2 separate regions of the Macaca mulatta genome follow, and region 2 is linked to region 1. A link is a contact called in public Hi-C data. All regions are on one chromosome and are shown on one strand. Each heading gives the region's core, a stretch centred on a gene start, on an enhancer-like site or on the middle of the called end of the contact. The rest is flanking DNA. Distances are from core to core; before and after follow the strand shown.

Region 1 (4,445 bases), core at 1,069-3,568:
CGACAGAGCGAGACTCCGTCTCAAAAAAAAAAAAAAAAAAAACAAAAAAACAAAACCTCTGTGTACTATCTTTGCAACTTCTTGTGAATTTACAATTATTTCTAAATAAAAAGTTTAAGTTTTTTTAAAATCTGTTTTTGTTCAAATAAGGTAGCACTTTTCAGAGAAAGGTTTGGAAAAGGTGAAATCCAACTTTCTTAGAAGCTCTGCACTACCACTTAGTTGTATTTTAAAACTAAGCAAACTTTGGTTTTGTTCATGTATCACATAGCAGAAGATCAAGATAAGGCCAAGAAAAAGTATATAATCAACTTTGTAATATGGTGAATTAACAATTTCCTTTTTATGGAAGCATTAGCTGATGTGATTTTAAGAGGGCTAGAAAACACGCTAAGGAAAGCTAACGCAACAGCTCCCTTGTGAAATAAATTTTAAAATGCTCATTGTTTTTTCTTTTTGTGTGTGTACACATTTAGTTTTATTGTAAGAAAGCAACTTGTACACTTTTAACCCTTAAAACTGAGCATGAGCTTTCCTTTCCAGTGAAACAAAATTTAAAACTAAACAGCAACAAAATTACAATCGAGAATGTCAATTCCAAATAAGATCCTAGGGGTTCTGCTGATTCTCCCACTGAGTGGCAGGGCTCAAGTCATCATTAGGAGATAATTTATTTTAAAAGTGTCATCTTACGCAAGGATGTCTATCAAACATCACAATTAAACATGCCAAAGGAGAAGCCATGTTGTAAAATGTCCACTGAACCCATCCAAACATCTCAGACCCATTCTTTGCTGAATTCTAGAATCCCATTTTAAAAAAGTTTTTCTTTCTTTTTTTAAACACGAGAAAGTAGACAGAAAGATGTTGGTAAATGCTAACTGTCCATATTCACTAGAGACCCAGTGTACTCTCCGAGCCCAACATACAGAGCCAGCAGGAAGAAAGCTAGAATTGAAGGCTCTGCTACGCAGGGGCCTAGAGCCCTCCAGCTTCCAGCAGAGCGAAGGAGGTAGGTTTTTCTTTTTTTCCACAGAGCTGGGTGGTGGTGATTCCATACAGTTTTTGCTCAGACAGGCAAGGGATAAAAATGAATTTCGAACAGAAAGCGTTAGAGCCTCTTTTCCCATTGTATTCTGCTCAAGGTATTTCCCCCAAAATAAGTTGAGAACCAGAGTGTAAAGAAACCTCAAGAACAGGGAGACTGAGCACAAGTAGGGGGCGGGGGGAAAGACTGCAACTTGCTCCCAGGGACTGGAGAAAATGTTAAAAAAAAAAAAAAAAGGAAGGCTGGAATCCATCAGTGTTCTATTACTCATCTCCTTCATCCTCCTTTCCTTCCTCCCCTTCATCATCATCTTGGCTCATGTTTATTTCCTAAAATTATCTTGGGCCGGGTGTGGTGGCTCATGCCTGTAATCCCAGCACTGGGGAGGCCGAGGCGGGTGGATCACCTGAGGTCAAGAGTTCGAGACCAGCCTGGCTAACAGAGTGAAACCCCGTCTCTACTAAAAAGACAAAAATCAGCCCGGTGCGGTGGCGGGCGCCTGTAATCCCAGCTACTGGGGAGGCTGAGGCGGGAGAATCGCTTGAATCCGGGGGCGGAGGTTGCAGTGAGCCGAGATTGCGCCACAGCACTCCAGCCTGGGAGATAGAGCCAGACTCCAAATCCAAAAGAATACAAAAGTATTTTTGGCTTTTCATTCACTTTGACTTAATATAGTTAAACACATACCCTCCAAGAGACATTCATTTCTGGGTGGGTTAAATGCTACCTATTGCAAAACAATTTTAAACTGGTTTACATTAGTTAAAAATAAATAAATAAATAAATAAATAAATGGACAAAGCAGTCCCTGCAGACTAAGCTGCCGCTGCCCGAATAAGATAAGCTAAATCGGCTCCTAAAATTTAAAAAGTCTTCCTTTCATCCTGCCCCCCTGGAAGGTAGCTATCAACATTTTAGGGTTTAGTATAAAGTCGAAGATGCTCAGAAACATTAAGCCAAGTGTCCTTACTGTGCCACCGAAAGGCTAAAGGGAGTCAGCTTTTAACAAACGTTTAACGGAGTAGGTCCCAGAGTCCAAATTGGATTTCATCGACTGTTAAAGGTTTCGGGTCTCAGCTGCTGGCACAACGAACCTTCCCAAGACCTTGAGGACTGGCAGCCGACCCGCCACCCAGGAGAGCGGAAGTGCGGAGAGACGCCGGACGCCCCCGCTCGGGGATAAGACGCCGACCGCCCGACGCTCTGGCCTGCTAGGTCTCGACTCGGTAGCCGGAAGTCCTCTAGCGTTCGCCTTTAGGAAGCGGAAGTAAGAGGGCGGCCGGCAGCCGGGCAATTGCTTTGCGAGACTGGGTGTTGAGCCGAGCCGCGGGAAAGGCGCGTGTCGGCTTCTCACTGGCGCAGCCTGCACCGCCGCTGCAGCCCCGCCCCGCCCTGGCGTTGTCCCTGGCCCTGTGGCGGACTAACCACGGCCCGGGCATAGGCGGCAAGGGAGACGCGAGCGGTGCGTGTGCCGCGGCTGCGCTGCCGGTGACAGGTACCCAGGGGTGGCGTGAGGAGGCCTCATGGATGGAGAGAGGGTTTGGAGCGCAAGGCGACCCTGTGCCCCCGTCACATTGAGCTTTCGCCTCTACCGTGACTCAGTTTCCCCTCCGGTGTCCTATCCCTTCCCCTATTCGCGAGCGCCCTGAGTTGCCCTCAGTGGTGGTCTTGGCAAGGTATCGCTTCCGCGGGGGTGGCGGCTGGCTCTGTTCAGAGATCTTGAACCTTTTCTGAAGAGCTTTGGATCCTTGTGCCCAAGTGCAGAAGGAAGTGGGGGAAGTGTCCTACCATGAATTTAGACCAAGCTTGATCCTCAGTGAGTTGAGAACCAGCACTTTGCTGGACCCTGATTGCAGAACGACGTGCCTTTTAAAATAGATTTCTATTTTTCCTAAAATGAATTCGGGTTGATGTGCCTTGGTTGCTGTTTTCGTTTAATACTGTGATCTGTTGGCTGGAAATTGGATGATCCGGTTTCACTTTTAGTGTGGGACCTGCCAGATTGAGATCTGCAGCGTCGCCAATAACTTATAGATATGAACTGTTTTTGTTCCTTGGCCAGAATCTGCAGTTGTTTTGCATTTCTTGCCAGATTTGAGAAGGAGCATATTTTGTTCGTTTGAAGTCCTGGGGTCTTTTGCCTTATTGTGCCACACTAACTGTTTCGGAAACATTCACTGATGCACTTGCCAGCCAATTTTAGTGTAAAGTGCGCTCTTTCTTTCAATAATCTTACACTTGGCAAGCGTTTGAAGACAGCACCAAAAAACTTGGAATGATTGTAGCCTTTCACTTTGCTTTTTTTTTTTTTAAAGCAAGTCGAATTTAGCAACACTTGACTTCCTTTTGATAAACTTAGCTGAAGCTTATTTTTAAAAATTCTTATTTATTTTTTTGTAGAGACGAGGTCTTGTTATGTCCCAGTCTGATCTTGAACTCCTGGCCACATGAAACTTACTAAAGGAAGTGAGCATAATACTCGTATAGTAGCATAGCACATTTATAATGCACATTGAACTTCAGGGGAATATATTAAACTATGAAGAAAATTCTTTTAGAATTTTCCTGCAGCTGTCTGTGAGCATTTTCTTTTTTAAGTTTCCCTGTAACAATACAAGACAATGTGATAATTTTCTTTTTTCTTTTTTTTTTTTTGAGATGGAGTTTCGCTCTTGTCTTCTAGGCTGGAGTGCAATAATGAGGCGATCTCGGCTCACTACAACCTCTGCCTCCGCGGTTCAAGTGATTCTCATGCCTCTGCCTCCCAAGTAGCTGGGATTACAGGCACGTGCCACCACGCCCAGCACATTTTTTGTATTTTTTGTAAAGATGGGGTTTCACCATGTTGGCCAGGCTGGCCTCGAATTCTTGACCTCAGGTGATCCACCCGCCTTGGCCTCCCAAAGTGCTAAGATTGTAGCAGGACAAGCCACAGACAAAACCCCTCAGACACCGAGTTAAAGGAGGAAAGGTTTTATTTGGCCGGGAGCTTTGGCAAGACTCACATCTCCAACAATGGAGCTCCCCAAGTGAGCAATTCCTGTCCCACTTTAAGGGGGTCCGCGTGAGAGGATCGTGATCGATTGAACAAGCAAGGGGTATGTGACTGGGGGCTGCATGCTCCAGTAAGAACAGAAGAGAACAGGACAGGGATTTTCACAGTGCTTTTCTATAGAATGTCAGTAATCTATAGATAACATAACCCATTAGGTCAGGGGTCGATCTTTAACTACCAGGCCCAGGGTGTGGTGCGGGGCTGTCTGCTTGTGGATTTCTTTTCTGCATTTTAGTTTTTACTTCTTTCTTTGGAGGCAGAAATTGGGCATAAGACAATATGAGGGGTGATCCCCTCCCTTAGGATTACAGGTGTGAACCACCACGCCCGGCCTGATGTGAT
Region 2 (4,272 bases), core at 1,159-3,658, 190 kb before region 1:
AAAGATCATGCCACGCCACCACCTAGCTCACTCTAATGGGGGTACAGAACACAAACTTGCATATTTAAATTATTTTAAAAGGGAATCAGTGGAAAAACTTCATCAACATTAGGATCCCCTCACGGAAGTAGAAAAATACGAATGAACAAAATACACCTACATCCCAAAATCCTAGCACATGCCTAAAACCAAAAACTACAATGACGCTCTTTTCTAAATATGTCCAAGATAATACTCACTGAAAGCAGAAAGTTTGTATTGCCAGAGGAACAGCTACAACAGAGGAGGGGAGCTATTTTGTCTCTGGAATGAATTTTCTTCCTTCGGATTCCATTCCTTCTTCCTGTACCTAAGACGGAAATGGCAGGTGCAGTGAACAAACACCCAGGTAGGGCAGAGGTAAGATACATACGGTTTCTGAAAAACCACAACTCCACAGAGCAATTTCGGGGCGGGCACAGCAAATAGCCAGAGAACAGGCTCTCCTTATTTCAAAACCTTTCAAACTCTAAATCTGAGGCAGCAGTGCAGTCCCATGCCCTGAATCATCTCATCCTTAGCGTCATCGGCAAGAGGGGAGGATGGTGAGAATCAAAGGTTTGATTTATTGAACTCGAGCATTAAAACTTCCCCACCACCGATGCAGAGCAAAAGTTGCTCTCAAGCCAGGAGAGACCATTTAAAGGCTCGCCGCCGGTTTCAGAACACAGATAAATAATTCCCCAATCCTCTGCAAAGACAGCACTGAAGAATTACTGGACAGCACGCCGGAGGCAGGGACCTGAGGGCAGGCCATCTTGCTATGCCGGGAGGAGAGGGTCACTGTTGCTAGGAGTCATTCATCCTTACTGTCAGTCTCGAAGAAATCTCTTCCTGATCGCTTCACCAACTCTCCCCACTAGTAGAGAATGGAGCTACTCCCAAAGATGTAAGTAAACAGGAGACTGTTTACATCTCCTGTGGGTGGGAGAGGCCCCACCCACTCTATCCTAGGAGAGGGCAGTGAAAGAGGATAAGGCCCAGAGGGATAAGGGTGAGGGACCGTGGCAAGGAGAGGAGTTCAGATCAGGACAGGGAATGGAGGAGGGCAAAGAGTGAAGGGCACAACCCACAGCCTGGGAAAGAGAGAGGCATGAAACCCAGCGTGTCAGGTGGACGGATCACGGAACAGGGGTCCAGCGCAGGTTAAGGAAGGAGGGCCCAAGGGTAGGGGTGGGAAAAAGAGAAGAGGAGGAGGAGGAAGCGCGCGTGTGAAGAGTGTTAAGAAAACGACAGGCCAGAGCAGGGAGGGGAAAAGCAGGCCGAGGGAGAGGGTGAAAGGTGAAAAACGAGGGTATGAGGAAAGAGGGTCCGGGGCGCTGGGGAGTTGGGGAGACGATGGAGCGACGGGTAGAGCAGCTTGGGCCGAGCCGCGGGGGTGGAATCCAGACGCCGGGCGGGGGAGGGGGCGGCGGGACGGTGGGTGGGGGCCACCAGGCGGCGCCGGAGACCACCAAACTTTACAACGAGCGAGTCTGCTTCCTGGAGGGAGTGCAGACAAGGACCAGGAGCGGGAGCCGAGCCTCGCGGCCCGGGGCACGGCGCCGCCCGCCCCTCCCCGGCAGTGCCTCCCGACCCCCTGCCCTCCGCTGGGACAGGGCCTGAGGCCCCCCCGCCGCCCGGGACCCCTCCCCCACGCTGCCCCGGGACCCTCGCCCCAGGACCGCGGGGTCTCCTCCCGGCCCCGCCGCCCGACCCGGCGAGAACAGGCCCGGCGGGCAAGGCGGCGGCGGCCCGAGGGAGGCCGGGCCCGGCAGCGGGGAGGAGGAGGGCGCGGCGCAGCCTGAGTTTCCCACCTTTTCTCCTGGCCCAGACGCGGCTGGGGCGGACGGGACCTCTCGTGCTCTGCCTCCTCCTTCTGCTTCATGGAGCCATGCGCCTGGGTGGGGGCTCCCGAGAGAAGCTGGCCCGCGGGCGGGCCGGACGCGCGGCGCGGACGGGGCGGGGCGAAGGAGGCCGGCTGGCGGAGGAGGAAGCGGCGGGGCGGCGGCGGCGGCCGGGAAGAACTAGAGGTATTCCCCGGGCGGCTGGAGGACTGAGTCGAGCCGGGACCCGAGTCCTCCGGTATCCCAGCAGCCACCGGAGGCAGTGAGGTAATGGAGGAAGAATGTAGGGAGTCCTCCAGTGGACCACACTCCCTCTAGCGAGCCGCGGAAACCATAGAGATCTGGGCTCAGCCGGAGGGCCGGCCCACTGCTGTCACGTGGCCTCTATCCGTGCGCCTTATTGGCTGGTGCTGGCTCTACGGGGTTGAATTTTGGACGCTGCCTGCCATTCGTGGGGCCGAGTTTCAGGCAGTTGGAGTAAAGAGAGACATCGGGGGAAAACCGCGAGAAGGCCAGCGTCCCTGGCCGGGCGCAGAGCTAGCCGACTGGGGCGCCTGGCTGTCAAGCTGGCCGGCGCAGTGCACGCTGGGCCGCCCCGGAGCGGTCGCAGAGCCCGCCGGGAGTCGTAGTCCGGGACGGGCGCGCAGTATTGTCCGCTACGCAGCTCGGGATCCGGGTCGGGTTGTCGGCTGGGTTGCTGCCGGGAGCTGTAGCGCGTTGGCCACCCAGCATTGAGCTGCCCGCGGCTGTTCTCCCTAAGCACCCTCGCTCACGTTGCTTCGCCTCGCCTGACCGGCCGCAACCTTCGAGACCAGCTTTAAATCGAGCCGACGACTGCCCGGCCCCGCCCGCGGGGAGGTGCGTGGGGTTCGGTGCCAGCCGCTCTCCCCTGGCCGGGCCAGCCTCTTGATGCACCGGGAACGGGCGCGCCCATCCGATTCGAGGGGCGGCCGGGCCCCATCTGTGTCTTTCGCTCCCGAGCCCCCAGCTAGAGTTGGCTTCAGCGGAATGCCTACTGTGCAGGATTATTCAACAAGCCGATTGATCACATTCTTCAGCTCTAGCAGGGCAAAAGCGTCACTCAAAAAGAACATTACAGATTTTTTTTGAAAGAAACTTCGGGGTAAATTTAATTTAAAATACTGATTTTTGATAACATTTGATCTTATGACAGCATTTATTTTTAATTACAGATAGGGTTACACTAAAAGTCATTTCTGACCTGCTTCCTTACCCTTATGGCTCCAAAATAAACTGTTAGGCCCTGAAGCAAAGGCGAACCCTGTTCTAGAGCAATGTCTTTCTTGTATTAAAAAACGGCCTCATGCTCACATATGGGCTGTTTTGTGTTTTGCTTTTGTGTTGTTGCACAAAGGAATCCTTAATATGTCTGTCCTCAAAGACCAAAGACAAGTATCTAGTAAAAAATGCAAATCATATCTAACAGTGAAGCTTTCCAGCAAAAACCTTCTGCTCTCGAATGCATAATTATGCCAGCATAAGATCTACTACTGCAGACTTTTAGCATAATTACCTATAGGCAGCAAAACCCTAGTCGATTGAGTGTCTGGTGCCTCTCAGACCTGGACTTCTCAAAGAGAATGGGCAAGGAGGACAAAAAGGAAGAGACAACTATGCTTTGTGGAACAAGAGATGACTTTAAAAATAATTCTCTAGCAGTCTTCCTAATTCCTGTCACAGACTTGATGTGCTTATCTGCTGTTGAGGCCACGGTTACCAGTTTCTAACCTTCTCTGTCTGAAAAACTAGAAATTAGATGCTCATATGGCCTAGAGCCAGAAGTGCAGGAGGCAGAAAGTCAGGGGCCAGGCTTTTTGGTTTGTTTCTGAATAAGGCGGCCAAATCCTGACTTAAAATAATCAGAATAAATGTTACAGAGTGATGGTCTTTCCAGCTGAAAGCCTTAAAACATGGCATCTGGAAGAAGGCCTTAGTCTATTGCTCCCAGGGTGGTACTAGATAGTCATTAAACAGCCCACAGATAAGGGAGTTACTGCTCCCTGGTTATTGGGCTGCCAGGAATTAAATGATGGAACTAAGTTTCACTTGAAACATTCCCAAATTAAAACAAAAACAAGCCTGGCTTTGAGCTGTTGAAAAGGCATTTTACTGAGAGATCCAGATGCTGTTGCTGTTCTTAAATGATGTTGAAAGGCAAAGGGTCAGGACTTTCAAAAAGTCACTTTGAGGTTACCTCACGTAAGCAACAGCCTGAACTGATGCAAAAATAAACAGAATGAAATTTTGAACAGGAGAAAGAAACTAAACTGAGGGCAGTGTATGCCATAAATATGGAAGAGGCTGTCTCTTATTTATCTTCTCATTTCCTGTACATAATACAGAAACCTGGTATGTAATAGGCATACAATTATTTGTAGCCCAACTG

What was found. Hi-C and Micro-C count contacts between places; a contact is called where the count stands out from the background.
Region 2: a contact with region 1 is called in a Hi-C map of liver, with 5 times the contacts expected there. The contact joins the promoter of AMMECR1L here to the promoter of UGGT1 in region 1. A contact is called at or near these places in 5 of 14 Hi-C or Micro-C datasets (CD4 T cells, cortical neurons, fetal cortex germinal zone and 2 more).

What each region holds. Positions count from the first base shown.
Region 1 is chr12:9,194,946-9,199,390 of T2T-MMU8v2.0, reverse strand. UGGT1 (UDP-glucose glycoprotein glucosyltransferase 1) reads left to right here and starts at 2,318. Exons shown (of 41, transcript XR_003721203.2): 1 at 2,318-2,543.
Region 2 is chr12:9,388,286-9,392,557 of T2T-MMU8v2.0, reverse strand. AMMECR1L (AMMECR1 like) reads right to left here and starts at 2,408. Exons shown (of 9, transcript XM_015109827.3): 1 at 1,836-2,408; 2 at 240-349. All of the region lies in intron 1 of WDR33 (WD repeat domain 33), which reads right to left.